Linked DNA regions of Mus musculus: regions 1, 2 and 4 are each linked to region 3. Evidence: chromatin contacts called from public HiCAR-type and promoter capture Hi-C data. All regions are on one chromosome and are shown on one strand. Each heading gives the region's core, a stretch centred on a gene start, on an enhancer-like site or on the middle of the called end of the contact. The rest is flanking DNA. Distances are from core to core; before and after follow the strand shown.

Region 1 (3,520 bases), core at 141-2,640, 2.9 Mb after region 3:
TGCAATGGAAACATTAAGCAACAGACCAGCATGCTTCAGTGGCATTGGGTACATTTTACTTATAGCATACAAAAGACACACAGCACACCCACACACTGAAGCATGGGCCAGCCCACCCATGTCTATTCCAACCCCGTTAGGCCTCTGGTGAGAATCCATGAGTCCTGAGCTAATGTAGGGGGGAAATGGAAAATGGTTCAAACATCAGATTCCTAACAGTAAGTTTCAGGATCCCACCATCCTTCTCAGTGAGCGCACTGACTGCAAAGCTACAGAAAAAGAAAAGGACAGACAGACACTGGTAATGAACACTAGTGGAGAATTCCAGCTGACACTGTGGCTCAGTGGTTATTGCTTGCTGGCATACAGAGGACATAGATTCTATTCACCCACTGCGCACACAAAAGGGAATCAAGAAAAGAGAATAGAGAAATTTGCTACTGAAACAGTTGTATAAACAGAATTGCTTAGTGTTTACATCGCCACCATGAAACACACTGATTTAGAGACATCTAAACGGTGGAAAAATCCAACTGGCTCCTTTTTTGTAGGACTTTTCAAAGAAAACTGAGTCTCCGAGGAGGTTGAGAGGACAATGCGTACTGGCTGGCATCAAGCTGATGTCTAAACTGGCATAAAAATCCTCAATTGGCAATATTATAATAATTCGGGTTTAGAGGGGAAGGTACCAGTTTAGGGGCGGTGAGGCCACGATGTGGGGTGAGTCCAGGGTGGGACGGAAGGATGAGAGCCTGCTATGCTAGCTAAGGCTCACCTGTGCCGATTTGCGCCTTGAACCGGTCCTGCAGCCTAGTCACCAGTGCCGACAGGATGTCCATGCCCAAGAGAACCACCTGCAACGCAAAGAAGCACAGCGTCAGCGGTGCAGTGGGATGGCGCTGACATAGCTGGTCCCCGCGGGCGCCCAGCGACTGGGAAGACTGAGCTGGCTGGTCAGGAAAGGGTACTCGGCACGGAAAAACCCGCTACCGTTTGGAAGAAAAACTCGCCGAAGCGGAACTCCACTGAAGCAGCACGACCTAGAGGAGCCTACTGCGGCCCCGCCCTCTCCTTGAGTTGCGTATGCAAATTTACCAGGTCGCACCCTCCCCCCAAATTGCTAACTCTAAGCCTCCCTCCGGCCCCGCCCAGAAAGGCGTGTATGCAAATTTTCAGACTTGTGACGCGCGGCCTTCTGGGTAAAGACAAGCAGGCTTCAGAAAGCCCCTTGGGAGTTTCAGAAAAACAGAAAGGGTATTCGACGTGGGAAGCAGCAGTCGAAGAAAATACTGTACACCGGGCAGGTTGGGGTAGGCCTCCTGCGGTGGTCACCGCAACCAAACCCGGACTTAGAGCTTTCTGGCTGCCGGGCGCGCGTGGTTGCAAGCAACCATCCTTTTCTTGGGGTTGCGCTACTGTCCAATGAACGCGTAGTGAGGGCAGTACTGCTAACGCCTGACAACACACCTGCATCGGTTAGAGCTCTGCTTTACCTTGGTGCAATTTTTGGAAAAAACCACAAAACCTCTCTTCCTTACCTAAACATTTAAAGATTAAAGTAGCCGCGTGTGTACTGTTGCCCTCCTCGCAGTTCCTTTATTGTATGCTAGAGGGCAGCCGGACAGTAATTACTGGAGACCAGCTTTCTCACCGCTGCCCTAAGACTGTGATACACTAAGAAGCGCTCCCTTTGGAAAATGTTGTAATACAGATAAAGGGTTCCGTATTTGGGTTTTCATCCAGCTTACAAGTAAATCTATATACTAATTCAAACACCAAGCCAGCACTGGGAGGAATTAGATACTTGAAAGTGTATAATTCTTTTGAGGCGCAGAGTCTATGTAGCCCTTAGCATGTAGCCCCTGCTGGCCTCAAACTTGTAGCTCCCGACTGCTAAAATTAAAGGCATGTACCACTTCCCGGGGCCCTTTTTTCTCCCAACTTTTAAAATAGTTCTATTTATGAGCATTTTCTTTAAAACAAAGCAAAAAAAAAAAAAAAAAAAAAACCAAAAAAACAAAAACAAACAAAGGTCTTACTTTTGAGCCACAGGATTTAAGTTTCCTTAGTTTGGCTTCCTTCCAAAGAGCACAGTAGGAATGGGAGGTAATTTTACAGTACAGAAACCTGACAAACTATTACCTCAGCCAGGTGACCAAGGTCAGCTTAAACAATGCTAAGTCATGCTGGTGATGTAAGCTTGGTATAATATAATGCACACTTCACCTCTGTCACAGTCTCTTTAAAGCCCACAAGCTGTGAGTAATCTCAAGGAAAATATGAGGGAAACTCAAACACCTGCCCAGTGCGTCGCTGTCAGGGCCAAAACCAAGGATACCGAGAAACTGCCACAGTGAAGACAAATTTTTTATAGTTTCTTAATTTGCCTGGGAAAAGGAAAATGACTTTTTCCAGATATTGTTTTGTTTTGTTTTGAAAGAACCAAATAATAAACAAACCAACTTAAGAGCCAAAGAATGGGCTCCATTGAAAGTTCAGTGTACATAGAGCAAGAGAAATTAAACAGGAAAGCTCCAAGTGCAGCCCAAGGAAGCAAAGGGTTAGAGACCCCCAAAGCGCAGGTGCACAGCAGAGACAGATGCTCTGACAGACAGAGCAGTGGTAAAAAGCAACAGCTGACAATCACTATAGGCTACTACAAAGGAAAAGGGAGGGAGGGAGGGAGGGAGAGAGCAAGGGAGGCAGGGAGTGACAGCACAAAGAAATAGGAACTGCACACTGCTGTTGGAGATGCAAAATGAAAATCAGTGTGCAAAATGTCTTCAGAAAATTAAATAGAACTGAACTGTATGATCCAGCAATTCTGCTCTGGATGTGAACACACGGAGGTAAAGCAGGCTCAAGGGCTCTGCGTGCTCATGTCCGTGGCAGCAATTCTACAGTAAGTATGGAAACGCTCGCTCAACACATGGTCTTATCGCTCCAGTCCTCTAGCCTTCCTATCTACAACTGTGCTTTCACAGTTTTAGCTATCACAGCAAACAACAGTCCCAAAGTAACACATGAAAATTCCTGAAGTAAACAACTTATTGAATTTAAATTGTGTGCTATTCTGAAAGCACAGTACACGATCACACTCTACTGCTCAGTCCCACTCAGAAATGAGAACCATCCCTCTGGCATCCGGCATCCAGGCAGTATACGCTGCCCTCCACGAATCACTTGGCAGTCACACTGCAGCTCTGCTGGGAGACAGAGTGAGCTTACTTGCAAATGTTCCCAAAGCACAAGAGTGACACTGACAATCTGGGCATGCCAAAGAGAAAGTATTGGGACTACAGGGTGTAGCTCCACACCTGGCTTCCTCTTCAGCAAGGGCTTCACAGCCTCGTGAATATGTGCAGAAACACAAATAGTAAGACATTCAGCACAAGGTGGTGGGCTCCCTCCTACTGACTACAAACCGGAAGGCAGTGCCACTAGCTCACATGCAAATTGATAGCAGACAGCGGAATCCATCAACAGCCAGGAAAGGAAAGAGATCCTGCCACAGCGAGCA
Region 2 (3,408 bases), core at 711-3,210, 2.3 Mb after region 3:
CCCCACCCCCACTCCCCCTGACTTCCAACCTGGGAAGATGACTTTGGGGAAGACAAAGTTAGCATCAAATCCTTGTAGCATCTCTGCCCTTCCCCGCTCTAGATCAAGAAGGAAGGTAACAAGAAAGGAAGAATGGGACACAGCACTTCCCCTTCTGTTAAAAAGTAAGTCAAGGTCAGTAAAAGACTAGGCCAGCAAAGGTGCTTGCTGCGAGCCTGGGTGGGGTCCTCAGCACCCACATGACAGAAGGAGAGAAACAGCCCCCTCTGCCCTGTCCTCTGACTGCTGCCAGAGGACTGTGACCTCACACCCTGTCCCACAAAATCAATATGTGGAATATAAACTTTAAATGTAAAACTCAGGGTCTTGGAAGTGGACCTCGGAAGGAGAGTATCCATAGCATTTGGAATGCCTTGGGCTATTTCATAAAATAGATACTGACTTGCAGAAACAAATAAAGCTAAGGGAGAGCCCACGGTGTAAACTGTGCCGTCCACCAACAGTGATCCAATCAGTGAGTAACATGGGCTGAGAAGGAGCTTTCTCTAAGGCAGGGTGGAATTGGTCTGGAGGCTTGGTTCTCTTGCTTTGAGAAGGAGGGGCTCGAAAGAGATGTGACCAACATTCTCAACAGGACACCTCTATTTAAATGGACCGACCTTAGATTATTGTGGGCAAGTTTCTAAGCGTCCTCAGGCATCAGTCACTCCACCTTTAAAAGGAGGATACCCTATGGCAGGCTAAGCAATACAAAGGAACTAGACCTCAGGAAGAAATATAAAGAAGTCCCGCGGGCAGCTTTCTAAGAGCAGAGCCCAGGAGAGGAAGCTGAGTCCCATGGCTTGGGAGGGCACGGCCATTTGCTGCCTGCTTGCTTCTTGGAGTGGACAGTTCTGGACTGTATGGAAAGCCGGGGCTACTTAAGCAAATGCTTTCATGAACAGCCTCATCTACACTTTGGCCTGCAACTTCGGTGAGCCTAATTCTTCCTTCTCCCTCTGATTACTTCCATCTGGCTGCAGCAGCTTCAATGGAGTCTCCGGGATTAAAAAAAAAAGAGAAAAAAAAGAAAAAGAAAAAGAAAAAGAAAGAAAGAAAGAAAGAAAGAAAGAAAGAAAGAAAGAAAGAAAGAAAGAAAGACCCCTCTCACTGCAAAACATAAGCAGCAAGCCTAAGGTTGGCGTCACTTGTCGCCGGCGTGCTCTCAGATGGCGGCGTGAGCGAGCCATGGCGAGGGGCGCCTGGGACCCCGGGCACCTGCACTAGCTGCCCGGGCGACGAGGGCCTGCGTGAATCCAGTCTTGCTTCCCAACCCACGTGTCTTCCTTCTGCTACGGCGCACAGAGGATCCGGGAGTTTTGGGAACAACCAGCGGAGGGCTGAGGGGGTTGGGAAGAAAGGGGGAGTTCAGATATTGAAACCAGCAGTCGCAGCGCCCGAGCTCCGGAGCTCATCTGACTTGAGTTAGCAACCCCCCAACCCGGCGCCTTAGAAAAAGTGTTTGAGACTGGCGTGTGCTCCTGTAGCTGGAACTTTCTGGTAGGGGTGCTTTATTTCCTCCGAACTGGGTTGGAAGAATCTGCGATAGTCCCAGCTCTTCTCCTCCAGAGTGGCGTCTGGGTCGTCACCCCCCACCCCCACTCCCTAACTCCTGGGTTCTCTGGTCCCCCGCTGGAACTTTCCGAAGGGGTGCTTTCCTTGCTGGAGCTGAGGTGGGGGAGAGTCTGTGTTCGCCCGCTGGCAATCCCCCTCCAGGGTGGTGTCCCCCCACCCCCAGCCTCAGAGGCAGGGTGCACGCGGCGGGGCGGGCAAGCTAAGGACGCGACGATCAGGGTTTGCCCAAGCTCAGCGCGCGGGGGCGCTGCGCCATCCCAGAGACGCTGATGGATTGCATGAGTGCCGGCGTTCGCCAGCCGAGGCAGCACGGCTCCGCGGACTTTTTTTCAAACTCCTCTCATCAATGAGACTTCGAGGAGGAGCGGGAGGCGGCGGCGGCGGCTACAGAGGACGCGGAGGAAGGCGAGGAGGAGCCAGAGGAAGGAGCACGGGTCGTGCGTAGCATCGCAGCCGCCCGGAGCTGCTGGCCTGGTGTCCTTAGGGACTGCCCGAGTCCCCCGCCCGCCTTGGTCCCCTCCTCTGCCTGGCCAGCCCCGCCCCGGCAGCCGGAGCCCCCGCACTCGGCAGCCCCACTCCAGCCAAGTTGGGATGGGGCCCTGCAACCACTGCCCGGCGCCCGAGAGGCCACCTGCATGCTAGAGGCAAACTTTTGTCTCCTCGGTAAAGTTGCATTGGCCTTCCCACCCTTCCTTTTTTCTTTTCTTTCTTTCTTTCTTTTTTTTTTTTTCCTCCCCTTACTCTTGGTGGCGAAGCACTTCCTAGCCTGGCCAGCTTCGGCTGAGATGCTGTGGCGGTCTTGGAGTGTCTCTCATCCGTTTACCGGAATCGAGATCGTGACACTGATTTTAGGGGGGCCGGCTAAAGAAGGCAACCCTGATTAGTGCCCTGGTCCAGCAGCGGCAGGGCTTAAGGAGGATCTTGGGGATCAGAACTCGTGGCCGGGGTCGATTTTATTACCACAGCCCTCCACTTGAGGGGAAGTGCTTCTTGTTCTTGGGTTGCTCGGGTAGGCCGGTCTTTGACCGGTGGTACCGCTTGGAGCCTGGAACTGTTTGGGGGCGACGTGGGGGCTGGGGTGCGCCGAAGCTCCCTTAGATGGGCAGCTGGGAGCGCGCCTGTGGGACTGTGCGGTGTGCTGCAACCGCCGCCGGCCACTTGGAAACTTGCAACTCTACTTCTCCGCGCTGCGAGTCCGCGTCCAGGAGCCAGTCTTTTCTTTCTTCCTTCTTTCCCTCTCGTTGAACCCTGTTGCCCCTTCCCTCCGCCGCCAGTCTCTGGACCTCGGTTCTGGCTTCCTTACCTTTCTCTCTTATCCTAGGTCTCCAGATCCCCTTGACTTCCAGAATGGATCCACGCGTAATCCTTCGCCGAGGGATCGGTTCCCCCTACTCCTCGCTTTCATCCTAGCCCCCACTTAACACCCCCCAAGCAATCTCTCAACAAGTATATTTGCTGAGGAATTTGAAAAATCCACTACTGCAACTTGATCTGTGTGTGATGGATGAGGAGCGGCGCGGACAGAGTTGGGCGCCAATCCTATTAAGGGTTTAGAGAGAGGGGAGCGTTTTTTTTCCTCCGGGATTGGGGGTGGGGGGAGGGACCGTGTGCTTGAGTGAGTTCGAGAGGGCTCCCGCCGCGCCGGGAGCTGGAAGTCCACCCAACTGGGCTCCTTTTCAGCCCGGCAGCAATTGCTCTCATTTCCTAGGAAACCTGACTTTTAGAGCTTGAGGACACTAAGGATGGAGCCCTTGCGCTTCACCTCGAGTGACCTGGCTACAGAGACGCAAGGAG
Region 3 (3,153 bases), core at 493-2,992:
AAGGACCAATTGGACCTGACTTCACATATGGAGTCAGTGCTGAGACACAACTGAACTTTCAAAAAGTCTTCACCAGCAGTCCAATGGCACAGAACCAACTTTAAAGTAAGCCAAAATAAATATGATCTCACCGCCCTCTTAAGTCATACCCTGACATCAGTTTGTTCTGGATTTTCATGTTGCTGTGAAAAACAAATGCTTGGCAAAAGGACTTGAGGGAGGATGGGTTTATTTTGGCTCCCATTAAGGAAGGACACAGGCCATCACCATAGCTAAGGCATGGAGGCGAGAGTGAGGTCACACTGACTGAAGAGACAGGAAAGAAACAGGAAACTGAGAGGAGTGTTGATGCTCAGTGAGCTTTCTCTTTTTTATTCAGCTCTTGACCCCATTGGGGCTGCTCACATCCATGTGCTTCTTCCTTCCTTCTTTCCTGAAATGTTTCTAGAAACATCCCTCAGACATACACCCAGAGGTATTCCCATAGCGATTCTCAATCCTGCCAAGTTGACAAAAATATCATATCATGGATAATATGGGTTATCCCATGTGTATTTTTATTTTTCCTTATAAAACTCTTCATCTGTGCAGCATAATTAGCCTAGGCTTTCAATTACTATGCATAAAAACCTGCAGGAATTAAATTTAAGATTAGCTAGACAAAAACCATTAGAAATACATGAAAAGCCATATTATTACATGCTGAGTCTTTTGGTCCAAGTTTAGTTTCTCTTATTTTTAAGAAATAAATGTGTTGATAAAATGATCAGAAACTGTTAAAGATGCATCTGATTGTTAGTTCAAAGTAAATGAAAACAAAGGCATTTAACCAAATGACATTCTCTTGCTAAATTATAGCAATTACTTTAGGCCCATAGTTCCTACAAAACTCTCCTTAAGACCAATGCAATCAGACCACAAGCATAATATATTTTTGGCTAAGCTCCCCAAAAGATGATATAGTGAACAGCCCAGAGGTGGTAATCAAGCCACTTATTAGCCTTTAAAAACACTCTGTAGAGGAATGTAGTGGTGGGCAGGAAAAATGATCAAAACGTATTGTATATGTATGAAATTTTTCTTTAAAAAAAAAAAAAAAGAGTCCTTAAGGACTTCATACAATGCATTTTTATATTTACTCCCCACTTCCCTGACACATCTCCCGGATTCGCACTCCACTTCCCCACTCGAACTTCAAGTCCTTAAAATCTTCAAGGAATAAAGAAAACAAAACTTCTCTGTACCATTTTCCATCCAAAACAACAGCTCATCTGCACCATCTCCAACGTGCACACTATCCATTCTCTTAATTATGGTTTCCAGTTCTAAAAGGAAGGTCTTAGCTGGGCGTGGTGGCGCACACTTCTGATCCTAGCACTGAGGAAGCAGAGACAAGTAGCTCTCGAGGTCTGCCTGGTCTACCTGGGTAGCTTCAGACCGGCTAAGGCTACATACACTGTGTGACCCTGTCTCAAGAAGGAAGCGCTTTAAGTCAAATTTTGACAGTAACAGAGGTGATAAGGTTTTGTGTTGCTTGGTCTTTGACCCAAGTCTCTCGAGAGCTGATGCAAAGAGCTGCCTTTAATCCGTATTCAGAAAGGATACTGAGGCACACTCCAAGGCGGGAAGAAGTTGCAGGCGACAACCGTGGAGCCTGTCACCCGGCTGGCAACTGCGGCCCACGCAGAGGGTGGAGTCTCGGGCTGCGCGTGCGTGCGCGCACGAGTCCCTCACTCCGCCCACAGAGTCCAGATGCCCATCCAGAACCTCTGACTCCCGAGGGCACCAACAACAGCTGATTTCGCAGCCTCTCCTCCTCCCAGACAGGGTCCCCACCTCCTTCCAGCCCGGAGTGCCCGGCACACCGGAAGTCCTTTTGCCCCGTCTCCGCAGAGCGGAGGCAGTGCGCGCAGAGGCAACCGGAAGCTCCTCTGCCCCTACCGTCAGCGTGAAGCCGCCGGGCGGCGCAGGCGCAGTGCGGCTCAGGCGGAGCTGTGGGAGGGGAGTAGGTCGGGGGCCGGTCCCTGAAGATGGCGGAGGCGGGGGTGAACTGGGGGTCTCCGGGCAGAGCTCAGGTGAGCTTATTTGGCCGGGGACGGCTCGAGGACGGCGGTGGCTTTTGGGAAGAGGAGCTGTTTATGTTTTAACGTCGCAGGCTGGCAACACTCCTAGCTGGTGTTGGGGGATCCAGGACCCGCAGGTGGGGCCTGCTGGGGCGAGGGGTCCCCGGCTTACCTGGAGAGAGGTCAGCGAGATCTAGGGAAAAACCAGCGGGCTCATAGAGGGACAGGCTTTGGGGGATGCCGAGGTCCCTGGACAGTGGAAGACTGTCAGAGTGGAAGAAGGCTGGAGGACAGCGGAAAGGGCGACCCTGGAGGTCTGTTTGGGGACAGAGATGGGCCAGCTGTCTAGTGTACACCTGCCCGGACTCGGTGCCTTGTAGTCTGGGAGGAAGACTCAGGCTTGTATGGGAGATGGATGGAAATTAGGTACATAACCGTAGGAAGTTTAGAATCTACCGAAATAAGAGGACTCCTGAGTTGAAGAGTAGGGATTGTGAATCGGAAGTGAATACCTTTTAGGTATGTATCAGTGGGTGCTGCCAAGCAGTTGTTGCCAGGGCCTAGAAGTCGGTTGGTGATAGTAAGTGGGGCTTTAGCGTCGTTCTTTGGGGATGAGCCGGCTGGTAAAGGAAAACAGTGCTTTGCTGAGGATGGCGTTTAGGGACACGAAAGGAGTTAAAACTTAAGTGAAAAGTTGTTCACGGGTAGTGTGAACTATGTCGTTGGGTGAAATAGATACCCCGAAGTGTTTACTGTTTTGTAGGATTGATGAGGAAATTCTTGGAGAAAGAGCAAATTGAGTTGACTGTTGGGACACTTATGTTGGCTGGTTTCAGTGACCACAGCAATGAAAGACAGTCTCCAGTTCTGGATTAAAACAAAACAAAACAAAACAAAACAAAAAAAAAAAACCAAGGCTTCCATGCGGGGCTTCCTCTCTGCCCCCCCTTCCCCCCTAGCTTTGGGGTTTGGCCCAGACAGTGAACTACTGAATGAAAATGAATAAAGGGGTGTCCCCTGTTAATTAATGACCTGCGGGGGAAAAACAATGACTGATGTTTTCTTCCTCCATCGTTTTTTCTGGATTTGT
Region 4 (3,344 bases), core at 511-3,010, 2.9 Mb after region 3:
ACTCAGTTCTCTGGGGCGCTGTGTTATTTTCCCTATCTCTACGTCGCTGCATCAATGTTGCCATTCTCGCTCCTACTCCATGAATAAGAAACCGGACCATTCGGTTTAGGATCCCTCATAACAAGAGTTCTATATATGTCATGAATAACAATAAAATTATCATCTCTAAGGCCAGAATTGATACTAGCCTGTGGCACCTGAATCTGGTACAAGGTAGATGCAAAGGCATCGCTCCTGACCCTTCCACATCACTATCTCCCAAAGGACTGGAGCGTCCAAAGCGCTCATTGCCACATCACAAATTAAAGTATCAGGTTTAAAGAACTCACAGGTTCCACCATTAGGTCAGTGTTTCATGAACGGATCCCGGCACAGAAATCCATCCGGATGCGACACACATGCTTTAAGGCTCCAACTAATTGTTCTTTTAATTTAAGAAATAAACACAGTTATTTTTAAAATCTAGATATATTATGTAATGAGATTGACTTTGGAAAACCCCACACTCATCCAAGCAACTCATAAAATGGAAAGCAAGATTCAATCCGCTCCATTGTATCCAACCAGACCAACGTGCAAGATCACACACTCATCTTCGTCAGAGCGGCTCTGCCAATACCGAAGAACAACAAAGGCAAGTTGGAGAGGCTGCACAGGCTTAACTCAGCGCTTGTCCGCTCTTCCCTGCTTCGCAAAGATCCTATATGAGGGGCCCTCCTGGGACAAGGGGACCTTCCGCACCCCGCTGGGCCCCGGCTGCTCCGCTTTTGTCTGGCCCAGGCTGGGGGCACCGGCCGCCCGGCCTGCCTCCCCGACAACCCCTTCTTCCCTCTGAATCTTTCTCCACACCCATCACTCGCCGATGATTAGTTGTAGTGAGGTTTTCTCTCCTGGAGCCCCTTCCCGCTCAGTGTAATCTCGGTTCCTTTCAAAGAGATCCCGGGGCTGCTTTGGCGTCTCCCAAGCCGGCCAGGGGAGACTCCGGGTCAGGAAGGGGCCCCGGGGTGGGGTCTGAAAGAGACAGTCACACAAAGCCAGGCTTGACCCCACAGTCGCCCCACCTCCCCTCTGCAAAGCAGCCTACAATCAGAACTGAAGCCGGAGGCCGCGCGTCCTGGGTCCTCACCCAGATCCCATCCCAGGGCCGCCCCCTCCCCCAAAAGTGCACCCCAGAGCGGCTGACAGCACTGGACACCGTCCCCACCCGGACCCTGCGCCCGCCGCCGCTCGGAAAAGAAGCAGGGCCCTCCAGTGGACTCCATTCTGAGCATTCTTCGTCTTAAACCCGGTACTTACAGTTCTATTATTCACTACTGTTGCGGCTGCGGACCGGACAGCCACCGCCTTCTCCTCCACCCCAATGAGGTTAAGCGCTTGGTGCGGGGATTAAAAAAAAAAAAAAAAAAAATGAAAAACCAAAATGCGCCTGCGCAGAGAGGTCTCCCTGTGTCCTCTTACCGCCACCGGCCGGGCTGAACCATAGAGACTGTAATCTCAGCCCAGAGAGGTGGCTTCCTCTCTATGGTAACGCCCAGCGCTGGGGCCCGCATGAAGTTTCAGGTCCCGCCGCCTTTGCCTTTGACCCGAATGGCGACCCGTAGCATAAAGGTGCTTTAATAAAAAAAGGTGACCAAGGAGAATTTAAGGAATGTTTAGAGCCTTTAAAGGAGAGGAAGCAAAACTCGAGCAAGACTAGGAGAAGGCTGTGCGATAAAAGAGCTAGAGAGGAGTCAGGAGCGCTTCCAGCCGGAACTTCCTTTGATTGTCGAGGTGTTTGATACTTGAATTAAACAATCTTTCACTTCTGGGTTACGGGTGCCCGCTATTTACCGGGCGACTTCAGTGAAAGAAATTGGCCCCCGCGACTTCCCGTAGCTGACAGCGCGTTGGGCTTGTCCTGAATATGCGTACAAGCGCTGCTACCGGAAGCCCAGGTTTTAAACCGTTCTTCGCGCTTTAGCGAGCCAGGGCGCGAGGTGGAGGCTGCTGAGATTGGTGTGAGAGTGTGCCAGTTTCTTTTCTAAGTTCCTTCACAACAACGTCGCCTCGCGTCCCGCGTGGCCTTCAGGTTATATCTGAGGTTTTTGGGCTATGCAGATTGCAGCGCTACTTTCAAGGAGCCTAAGGACGCCCTGTTTTGTCCTTCTACGCCCGTGTGCTACCCAACAGTTTGGATTTGAGAGCTTTTGTGTTGCAGTTGTACACTGGTGAAAATCACTTTTAAAGTGTCGGATTGGCTTCCTCTGTCAAGACTGGGTGTTTATGGGGACTCTTTTGTGCGGGAATGTGTATGTATTGGGAGATGTGTGATAACGCCGTCAGATCTTCCGGACTTGGAAAGGCAAGCCAAAACAATAAAGCCAATCACAGACCTGTGTGGTGCAGAAAAGGTATAGGATTCACATGCAGGACGGGACTCGTGATTGAATATAGAAAAAGTAACATCTTTAAGATGTAAATGCAAGCAAGTTTACTAACCGTGGGTGGAAAACCCTGAAGCGCGTTCTAGAAAGAAATACCGCCGGGTCAAGGGCCGAGCGGAAGTGGGTGGTATGCTGGGAGAACAATGTGTGGAGAGTAGTCAACTGGAAAGGAAAAGAGAAACCCAAGAAAAGTTTGATAAGTTCAATGGGAAGGAATTTGTGCATATTAACAAAAGAAACGTTGTAGCTGGTTTTTATTGTACAGTTCAGTGCACTTACATTGTTAAGTAGCCACTCTTCTGCTTTCTTTTTGTCATACAAAAAATGCACCTGTTAATTTGTAATTCCTCTTTACCTTTAGCTCTGATTACCACCATTCTGCTTTCTATGGATTAAAATACTGAGAGTATTTTGAAAGTGGAGTCATATAGTCTTGGTCTTTTTATTTTTTTTAAGATTTATTTATTCATTATATGTAAGTACACTGTAGCTGTCTCAGACACACCAAAATAGGGCATCAGGTCTCATTATGGATGGTTGTGAGCCACCATGTGGTTGCTAGGAATTGAACTCAGGACCTCTGGAAGAGCAGTCAGTGCTCTTAACCGCTGAACCATCTCTCCAGCCCAGTCTTGGTGTTTTTATAACTGGTTCATTTCACATAGTCTAATAGACTCCAGAGCTGTCAGTGCATGTTGTAGCATGTGTCCAGAGTGCCCTCTTTAAAGCTGAATAATGTGTCAGTACATGCATTCACCACCCTGGCTACTTTCGTCATTTGCTATTCTACACAATGTTGTGAACATGGATATCGGTCTGTCTTTAGGATTCTACTTTTAGGGACACAGGAGATGACTCAAGATGACTGAATAAAGGCACAAGCTGACAAGCCTGGTTACCTGAATTCTGTTCTCCACAATG

The links. HiCAR-type assays count read pairs that join an accessible place to other places. Capture Hi-C pulls out chosen DNA fragments and counts their contacts.
Region 1: a contact with region 3 is called in a promoter capture Hi-C map of liver, with 4 times the contacts expected there. The contact joins the promoter of 2900060B14Rik here to the promoter of Insig2 in region 3. A contact is called at or near these places in 2 of 39 promoter capture datasets (cranial neural crest and liver), 1 of 484 Hi-C or Micro-C datasets (CD4 T cells), 1 of 115 datasets of contacts at active chromatin or transcription factors (astrocytes) and 2 of 9 other capture datasets (adipose tissue and liver).
Region 2: a HiCAR-type map of astrocytes shows a contact between it and region 3, with 4 times the contacts expected there. The contact joins the promoter of Gli2 here to the promoter of Insig2 in region 3. A contact is called at or near these places in 1 of 39 promoter capture datasets (hippocampal neurons) and 1 of 115 datasets of contacts at active chromatin or transcription factors (astrocytes).
Region 4: a contact with region 3 is called in a HiCAR-type map of astrocytes, with 4 times the contacts expected there. The contact joins the promoter of Clasp1 here to the promoter of Insig2 in region 3. A contact is called at or near these places in 1 of 39 promoter capture datasets (liver), 1 of 484 Hi-C or Micro-C datasets (CD4 T cells), 1 of 115 datasets of contacts at active chromatin or transcription factors (astrocytes) and 2 of 9 other capture datasets (adipose tissue and liver).

What each region holds. Positions count from the first base shown.
Region 1 is chr1:118,457,135-118,460,654 of GRCm38.p6, reverse strand. It overlaps 2900060B14Rik (RIKEN cDNA 2900060B14 gene), which reads left to right and starts at 1,390. Exons shown (of 1, transcript NR_027901.1): 1 at 1,390-1,986. It overlaps Clasp1 (CLIP associating protein 1), which reads right to left. Exons shown (of 43, transcript NM_001359328.1): 3 at 776-854.
Region 2 is chr1:119,052,171-119,055,578 of GRCm38.p6, reverse strand. Gli2 (GLI-Kruppel family member GLI2) reads left to right here and starts at 1,960. Exons shown (of 14, transcript NM_001081125.1): 1 at 1,960-2,277.
Region 3 is chr1:121,326,613-121,329,765 of GRCm38.p6, reverse strand. Insig2 (insulin induced gene 2) reads left to right here and starts at 1,742. Exons shown (of 6, transcript NM_133748.2): 1 at 1,742-2,075.
Region 4 is chr1:118,387,474-118,390,817 of GRCm38.p6, reverse strand. Clasp1 (CLIP associating protein 1) reads right to left here and starts at 1,760. Exons shown (of 43, transcript NM_001359328.1): 1 at 1,297-1,760.